Regions from separate parts of the Pan troglodytes genome. Here region 2 is linked to region 1. A link is a contact called in public Hi-C data. All regions are on one chromosome and are shown on one strand. Each heading gives the region's core, a stretch centred on a gene start, on an enhancer-like site or on the middle of the called end of the contact. The rest is flanking DNA. Distances are from core to core; before and after follow the strand shown. Region 1 holds the start of MSRA (methionine sulfoxide reductase A). Region 2 overlaps MSRA (methionine sulfoxide reductase A).

The links. A called contact is a pair of places that touch in the nucleus more often than the background predicts.
Region 2: a contact with region 1 is called in a Hi-C map of induced pluripotent stem cells, with 2.2 times the contacts expected there. The contact joins the enhancer-like site here to the promoter of MSRA in region 1. A contact is called at or near these places in 2 of 7 Hi-C or Micro-C datasets (induced pluripotent stem cells and stem cell-derived neural progenitor cells).

Annotation. Positions count from the first base shown.
Region 1 is chr7:16,027,347-16,032,071 of NHGRI_mPanTro3-v2.0_pri, forward strand. It overlaps MSRA (methionine sulfoxide reductase A), which reads left to right and starts at 1,675. Exons shown (of 12, transcript XR_010159154.1): 1 at 1,675-2,141.
Region 2 is chr7:16,126,312-16,130,894 of NHGRI_mPanTro3-v2.0_pri, forward strand. All of the region lies in intron 1 of MSRA (methionine sulfoxide reductase A), which reads left to right. Among named protein-coding and RNA genes, the nearest start is that of MSRA, 100 kb to the left of the region's middle. Within about 2 kb of position 2,005, at least 10 of the 24 cell types and tissues checked have an H3K27ac peak or open chromatin away from gene starts, as enhancers often do. A contact at or near this core is called in induced pluripotent stem cells and stem cell-derived neural progenitor cells, where this site is marked.

The DNA of each region.
Region 1 (4,725 bases), core at 425-2,924:
TGTTCAATTCTTTCCTCAAAACACCAAAGAAACTCAATGTAACTTCTCTTGCAGCTATTCTGGTAAACGAAAAACCCTTGTTTTTGAAATAAGATATATCTGTTCTTTAAAAATGCTTATTCTTTTATAATTATAAAAGTAACAGCCATTGGAATACTCGAGAACGTTGTAACAATACAGTTTAAAGACAAGGAAAAGCAGTAGAATCCCACTATTCTGAACAACACAACAAACTGCATTTTTTTCGAATTGTTCAGTGGGTGTGCAACTGGGAGTACATGCATTTTCATATATACTACACGTATACACGCATACTGCATTTGTTTTACTTTTTCATTTAACATCAAAATTAATTTTTTTTTTTTTTGAGACAGGGTCTTGCTCTGTTGCCCGGGCTGGAGCACAGCAGTGTGATCATAGCTCACTGCAGCCTCTACCTCTCTGGCTCCAGCGCTCCTCCTGCTGCAGCCTCCCAAGTAGCTGGGACCACAGGCGTGCGCTACCACACCACCATGCCCAACTACTTAAATACCTTATTTTTTTATTTTTATTTTTTTGGTAAAGATGGCGTCTCAAACTCCTGGCCTCCAGCAATCCTCCTGCCTCAGCCTCTCAAAGTGTTGGGATTACAGGAGTGAGCCATCATGCCAAGTAAGTTATTTCTTCACACTAAACATTCTTCAGCTCTTAGTTGCAGAGTATTTCTAGCATGTGAAACTTCATACAATCAACCACAAAACACAGACAAACCAGTATGTATCAAAAAGAAGTTACTGAAAAACACAAAATATTGTCTTTGACAGAATGACTATTTTTTCAGACCCTTAATAGTGACCAGGCCTTCGCAAGCCTAGAAGGGACTCCTTGGGGTGTTTTCATGAAAGGCCTGTGGAACCGACTTGGTATAGCCTCATAGCAATAACAAACAGTTTAGGCATCATTTTGCCCAGGGGAAATACAAATTACAAAATCAAAGCTAGAGCCTTTTTAGTGTTGTATGCCTGGCAACACACCGCATTTTACACTATAGCACTGCTAAGCCTCCTGCCCTCCTTACAGTCCAGACCACATGAAAACAAAGTGGTAACTAAATCCATGCAGGAAGCTGGGTGAAAGCCTCCTTTCTGTGGGTGCTAATCTGAAGTTCCCTCCCTCATCTGAGACGACCTGCCCATTTTGGCAGAACATGTGTTAAGCCAAAATCTCACACAGATTAACTCCCAAGTCACTCACCTCGCTCCAACCACTTTACATTTAGTTTGAGAATGTCACAGAACAAATGTCATCTCCTATGATTTGAGAAACAAGAATAATACACCACCACCATTAAGTCCACCTACACTGCCTTAATGGTGCTGTTGGTGCCTTGCTCCCGTATTTTGGCCGCTGCAAAATGGGCTTAAATATGTTTGTAAATACATAACTTAATATTGAATTCATCTTCCCTATTTCGCGCATTTTGAGAACTGTGCTTAGTTTTCACTTTGGACGAATAGGAACCCTTCTGATGGCCGTCATGACAATGTCTCCAATAAAAACTGACAGTCTAGCTGGCTGCAAGGCAGGTCCTCTTCTATCTTACTGGGCACTGCTAAACTGCGAAGTCGGGGCGATACGGCAGCAACTTTAAAATCAAACCCCATCCCCAAGGGCTCGGCGTGTTTTTTGGCCTCTGCCGCTTCACGTACTTCGTACGACAGGAGCGCACTTGTTCTCTGCCCGAGAACTTCGTCCCGAGAGAACCTGAGGAACTCGCCGGGCCACACCCCCTGTCCAGGGAAGGAACACGCCCCCGGTGAAAGCCGGTACGGCCCCGGCCTTGGGCAACCTCGATTACGGGCGGCCGCCAGCCCCGCCAGCAGCGCCCCGCGCCCGCCCGCCGGCGCCCCTGCCGCCCCCCGGTTCCGGCCGCGGACCCCACTCTCTGCCGTTCCGGCTGCGGCTCCGCTGCCGGTAGCGCCGTCCCCCGGGACCACCCTTCGGCTGGCGCCCTCCCATGCTTTCGGCCACCCGGAGGGCTTGGCAGCTCCACCTCCTCCTCCACAGCCTCTTTCCCGTCCAGAGGATGGGCAACTCGGCCTCGAACATCGTCAGCCCCCAGGAGGCCTTGCCGGGCCGGAAGGAACAGACCCCTGTAGCGGGTAAGCACTGGCCACACGGAGGGCGCGGGCGGCGGCGCTGCGCACGCGCGCCTGAGCCCGGCGGCAGCGCGCCCGCTGCCCGGAAGGAAGCGGTGGGCTGGCCTCGGGCGGGTCGCGGGGTGGGGTCTGCGCAGGCGCGAAGGGACGCCGGCAGTGGCCGGGGAGACGCTGGGGTCCACTGACGTCCCTTTGTCTTTGTTTGGCTCGTCATCTTCTGGAGCCAAACTGGGCATTTTGAAGGAGTCTAGTGCATCGGTCTCACTTACCCGGAGTGCATACCGTGGCGGCCCCAAGTTTGGGGCAGGAAATGTGCCGCTGGGGTCTGCCCTTGCTCGCGGGCGCCCGCGGCGCTGTGCCTGCGCCCTCCTTTCTTGTCTCCTCTGCGCCGGCCGCCGGGACCCAGGGCACCTGCAGCGGGGCTGGTGCGAGTGTTGTCCCGGGAAATGCCAGAATGAGACGAGACGATGAAAACCTTAAGTGTGGAACTGCGTCTCAGGCCAGTGTTCTGGCTGAAAGAGTCACCCCTAGTCCCCCCTCGTGCCCTAGGTCGGCCCCGCTGTCCCCAGGGGGCAGGGGCTGCCGTATGCTGGGTCAGCTTAAAGCGATGCTCCACAAACTTGGAAAACTTTCTAGTCGTTCTCACATCAGTACTTTGGGAAAATACAATAAGGGTGAAATACTAGAAAAATGTTCACGTGCTTCGATGCCATGTAATGGTAAACTGCTATAAAAGTTTTCAAAATCTTGGCAATTTCTGCTGCAGACAGCACGGGTTTCCCAGAACGAGGGCCACACGTTAATATTACCTTAGTGCAGCGCTTCTCAGAGTGCCCCCACCTGCCGCAGCAGCAGCAGCATCACCACCTGGGTTGGCGTTCCCCCATTACTGAATCGGAGACTCTGGGGGTGGAGCCCAACAATCTCTAACGCAAGTCCTCCAGGTGATTGTAATGTACGCTGTAGCTTGTAAACCACTGCCTTAGAACTGTTGGAGGATTAAGTGATGTTTAATCTACACGTGGCTCAATGCCAGAGAAATTCAGCATTTAAAAAATTTCCTTAGAAGTTTCTTTTTCTTTTCCTTCAAGAATTGTTGAGGATAGGAGGTCATATTGAGAGTTTGTCATCTCGTAGAATAATCAGTATGAGATTAGAAAAGGTAGAGGTTTTTTGGATTAGAGGCAGTTTAGAAATTGTGTGACTGGCTTATTATTAATCGAATTAGCAGTTTCTGTTTCCTGGTTTCCCCATCATTTCATCTCCTACTCAGCCGTAAAAGTTTATTTTTGATTCAAATGCAGAGATTGAGTTTTGAAACAAATCTAGATTAGTAAACATCTATACTTATATATAGATTTATAAAATATAACCAGATTATCTAAACCTTATAAATGCATCTTAAAATTTTTTCTTTGTTTTACAGGCAGGTATTTATACGTGCATGTTTAAAGGCGATACTTTTCAAATGCCAGACTTCCTCAGCTTGTGCTATACTTCCCCTTCACACACTACCGTATCTTTGCTATGCCCTCCCATACACCCCCCAAAAAAAAAAACAAAAAAAAAAACCCCAAATAATCCAAAAACTCTTGTTCAGATTTCCAAACTGGTTCACGGTCAAGATGGACCAAAATTTACTTTGGCTTTATCTTAACCAAAGTCTTCCCAATCAGTTTCCCAATATGTAAATGACATTTTTGGTAAAAGATTAGCAAACATTTCAGAAATGAGCCAACAATTTTTTTCTTATCCCCATCATAACTTTTAACTGCAAAACCTCAGGACCTGGTTCCTTTCCAGGCTCTGCTGTCTCCATATAGCTGTGAGTGTTTTTGGTACACCAACACATCTCTGTATCTGGGCCAGTAAACTTTTTTTTTTTTTTTTGGTGTAGGGCCAAGCCTACAATGCATATGTCCTTATTGTTCATCTGTTGTAACTTTTTCCACAAAAAGTGTTTGAAATTTAGATTGTGGACGTTCCAGTCTCCACTTCTGAGCCTTGACAGGTTGCTGAAAGTCCTGACTGGCTCCAGAAATGGGCAGTGTTATCTCTTCAGTGGGTTTCTGTAGCTGTAAACTTGAAACTTAAGGATTTAGTATTGTTCTGAATGTGGAATTCACCTCCACGGCAACTTGGATCCTGTTTAACAACTCCTCCCTTCTCTATATTACCTCCATCCTTGTCTGTTCTTATTTGTACCGACTCTCAAAAGTTGCGTGACAAAAGCATCACCTTTTGACTGCAGAAGGCCTGTTTCTTTAGTGCCTTTAGATAAGCCTAGTATCAGGTGTGTACCATTACCAAATACTTGTGGTGTTAAGGATTACCATCTTAGCGTTCATCCTACCATTTTTATATTCTTAAGGACAATTCCACCCTTTTACAAACTGTGACCAAGATTTCCACCTTGCAAGAAGGAAAGAGTCAAACCTTCAAAGTTTTTCAGTGTTTAATTTATCCCAGGCTACCTAAAATGGATCAAAACATGAACAGGCCTACTTGGGTGAGTGGTGAAAACTGAACCTGCCCTGGACTGCCTCATTTGCAGCCTGCTGTGTTCAGGTTAGGGGGCATCTGGGCA
Region 2 (4,583 bases), core at 755-3,254, 99 kb after region 1:
TCAATTGAAACAAACCAATTAAAAATTTCAAAATGCAACCATGTAATCAACGGCTTACTACATGATAATTATGACCAAAATGCCAATTAATGTGTTAATATATGACCTCAAATCTACAGAAACAAACAACAAAAAAAAGCAGCCTCACATAGCAATTATGGCCTAGTTTGATTGACAGATATCTGTGGGTTTGTTTTTCTGTCTGACTCAGTAATTTAACTTATATGAAAACAACCGGCCTGTTCTGTCCCGTGTTCTGAAGCCTCTTCTTTCCCGTGTGTGAAAAGTGCGCAGGATTTAAAAGCACAGCCTTTTCTCTTCAGCTCCTGCATGTCCCTTCCCTGCACTGCCCAGTTGCATCCCTTTCCAGCATCGTTTCTGCTGCCCTTGAACCTTTGGAGTGGGAAGCAAGACAGGGATCTCTCATTTTATATATCAGTAAGGTGTGGCGTGGACAGACCCTTGTCGCTCCCTGGACACCACTGGTGGTGTTGATTTTATGGAGCCCAGGCTGGTGCACGCGTGTGTGTGTCAGGTGGGCAGTGATGGGGGGGTGGGGATGAGGCATGGTGATAATTCACAACATACCCTCTATCTAGTTGGGATCCGTAAAGGAGGAGGTTAGGGGAGGGAGGATCCGTGCCTACTTGTGGAGGGTATCAAGAAGGGCTTCCTGGGGAGGTGGAGGTGAGCCGAGCTCACCAGGAGCTTCACCTTCCTGGGGAGGCGCAGTGAGCCAAGACTGCACCACTGCATTCCAGCCTGGGTGACACAGCGAGACTCTGTCTCAAAAAAAAAAAAAAAAAAAGGCTTCCTGTAGGAAGCTTAGTCAGTGGAAAGGATTTAGAGAGGAAGGGACAGGGAATAGAGAACATTCTAGCAGGCTGGGCGTGGTGGCTCACGCCTGTAATCCCAGCATTTTGGGAGGCCGAGGTGGGCGGATCATGAGGTCAGGAGATCGAGACCATCCTGGCTAACATGGTGAGACCCCGTCTCTACTAAAAATACAAAAAATAAAAAATTAGCCGGGCGTGTTGGTGGGTGCCTGTAGTCCCAGCTACTCGGGAGGCTGAGCCAGGAGAATGGTGTGAACCCGGGAGGCGGAGCTTGCAGTGAGCCCAGATCGTGCCACTGCACTCCAGCCTGGGCGACAGAGTAAGACTCTGTCTCAAAAACAAAACAAAACAAAAAAAGAGAACATTCTAGCAGGAGAAAGGGCGTTGAGTGCTTGGGTTGGGTCAAGGCACAAGTTTGGCTGAAATTTAGAATCTTTGAAGGAAAGCAATGGTGAGATTATTTAGACTGGGAAGATGAACCTGCCAATCTTATTTCTTATTCTGCATGTGTCACTTGATGAGAAGGCCATGTCTCCACCCTTTAGTAAAGGCCAAGGTCATTTAAAAGGTTACCTGGCCTTTTTAAGTGACTTGAAATGTTTAGCACAGTTTTAGAATGTCAGTGTCTCACCACCTGACCCTTATTTCCTTGGTTTATAATGGCCAATTTATTGTGTCTGTTTTATTCAAAAGAAAACTGGGGGTGCTTCTAAAATAGTTTCTTATTTCAGTGTGTACACACCTCCACTCTGAAACATGGCTCCCTTAACTGCACAGGCAAATTTATCAGACGTACTTGTGAACATATATTTGTGTGTGTATTGCAGTGGAAAATCCCCTTGAAAAATCAGCAAATTGGACTTCAGCTTGAAAAGTATAGACAGAGAACAAAACTCTCTGTGTGCAAATACATGTATATGTGTGTATCTAAAAACATATATAAACACATGTATACATATGTCTATATAAATAAAATTGGATTGAGTCATAAAAGTATAAATATGTCCAATGTAAAATCTACTAGAGAAGGAGTTTGTTTTTATGACTCAGAGGGAATGTGTAATAAAGAGGTATTTTTAAGACCGAGAGCCAGTGTGTGTCAGCTTCTTTTAGCCCATTGTTTATGTCCTTGGCAGGAAGATGACTCACTAGATCTGAATCACAAGGCGATTAAGAGCCCCAGGAAAGGCTGATTTCAGGATGGATATTTAGAAGCCTCAGCTAAATCAGGTCTTGGGTATCTAGGTGGATTGGGGAATCAGTGAAACAAATATTTCTCTTCATTTTTTTAGATTCTGTGGATCTCTTGCTCAGTACAGAAGTACTTTTTTCCCCCAAAAAATCATATGAAGAAAGAGGAAGTGCTGCCCATTCAGAAGGAGGTTGTTAAAAATGAGTAACGCACACTTCATGTTCACAGCGGCAGTATTCACAATAGCTCCACGTGCCTGTTGACAGGTGAACAGGTAGACAGAATGTGGTCTGTCTGTGCAATGGAATAGTATTCAGCCTTAAAAAGGAAGGAAATTCTGTCACTTGCTACAACAGGGATGAACCTTGAGGACATGATGCTATGAGAAATAAGCCAGCCACAAACAGACAAATACTATGTAATTCCACTGAGTCGAGGTTCCTAGAGTAGTGAAATTCATAGAGACAGAAGGTAGAACGGTGATTTCCAGGGGCTGAGGACAAGAGGGGATGAAGAGCTGCTGTTTAAAGGATGCAGAGTTTCAGTTTTGCAAGGTGAAAAAGTGCTGGAGATTGATCGTACATCAGTGTGAATGTACTTACCGCTACTGAGCGGTACACTTAGAAATGGTTACAATGATAAATTTAATATGAGGTGTCTTCCACCACAATTACAAAAGTGGAATGAGTGAAGCTTATTAAGGATAGACAGCAGATGGCTGAGAAGTTGGCCTGGCTGGACCGTTGTCTGGTGGGAGCATGTGGATGAGGCATGAGGTGGGGAAATAAGGCACCTGTCTTTCTTCCAGTTAATTGTTCTTTCCCCCTCGCCTTCCACCTTCCTTTCCCTCCTGGTGACTCATCCTGTCTCCCTCTCACGTGCCTGCTTCATACTTTCTTCCTTTTCCCTGCTGGTCCACCCGACCTATTTTTACTCCCTCACATTTGGTTGTCTTTATCCTCAGAGGAGAATGCTCACACCAGCGTCTTTCTTCAGCACAGCTTTCTACCTTCTTTTTTTTCCATTTTAAGACCGACAGTGACATAAGGTCAATGGGTGAGGTAGAGATATACTGATCTTTTTTTGGTGGCAGTTAGGGATATTGACATTGGTCACTTCCCAAAGCGACAGCAGTGGTAGCACAGGTGAGGGTGTCGCCCACCGTCTGAGAAACCCATGAAGTACGCTGGCTGCTCTTCCTTGTTGCCCCTTTCATAACGAAGTGTTCGCTATTACGTTACGAAATATGTCCGAGGAGGAAGCTGTGCAACAGCTTTAGAAAAAAATTCTAGAGCTAGAACATGCAGTTGGTTTTCAAATCTCATATTCTTAATTTCAATCCTTTTATTTCGGATCCAGGCTTTAGGATGTCTCTCTCTCTGATATCACTACATAAAAATTATCCAAATGTTTAACATTATATAGAAATAAACATAATGGTGTATTTGACAAAATTTGACAATTTTCATGTGGATATTCAATGCCTTGTGGTCAAAGTTTAAATCAAAACCCATGTGGTCTTGGCTTCAGGAATCTGTACCATCATAGATAGCAGTGGAGGAGAGGAAATAATAGTCTGGTATCCTTAACCCATAATATAGATTGTATATTTGTTGAAAGTAGAATGCAAGGGTGGCAAAGGCCTGATCTTGTTGAGGGATGGGAAATTGTCAAACGCACTCACTGAATCTGTGTGGTGGACACGCGTGCTTGAAAACCTTGCGGAAGAGTAGCCATCAAAAATACTTATAGTTCTTAGCAAGGTTACGGCAGGGGTGACAACCCAGTAAGGTAGCACCCAAATCGGCTTCACTGCTTCAGGAAGGTGGAAGCCTCAAGGACACACTTGGGGTTTTTTTTTTCTTTTCTTTTTTTTTTTTTTTTTTTTTGAGACTGAGTCTTGCTCTGTTGCCCAGGCTGGAGTGCAGTGGCACAATCTCGGCTCACTGCAAGCTCCGCCTTCCAGGTTCATGCCATTCTCCTGCCTCAGCCTCCTGAGTAGCTGGTACTACAGGCATCCGCCACCACGCCCAACTAATTTTTTGTATTTTTAGTAGAGACAGGATTTCACCGTGTTAGTCAGGATGGTCTTGATCACCTGACCTCGTGATCCACCCACCTCGGCCTCCCAGAGTGCTGGGATTACAGGCATGAGCCACCGCGTCCAGCCAGGTTTGTGTTTTATAGGAAGAATAAATTTCCATTTTAAATGAAACAATTCTACTTTTTTCTTGTGAAATAATGTTGAAGTATAGATAAAATATATCAATTGTATGAGGATCATTTAAAGAAAATCACATGTGTATTGAAAAAGATTTTAATTTTTTTTCTTGGAAATAGTGATCTATTGTTTTAATGGAAAAAGGAAGTGTAGTTTTTTAAATGTTCTTTAATATTGATTTACAGAAGCTTAACATTACCTTTTTAAATACCACAGGTACAGTAAAATTTAATGGGAAAGCTAATTTTTAATAGTTTGATATATGTGTATATATTTTATATATATATATATATATATATATATAGGTTTTACCTTGCATTCGCATTTTAAGAGA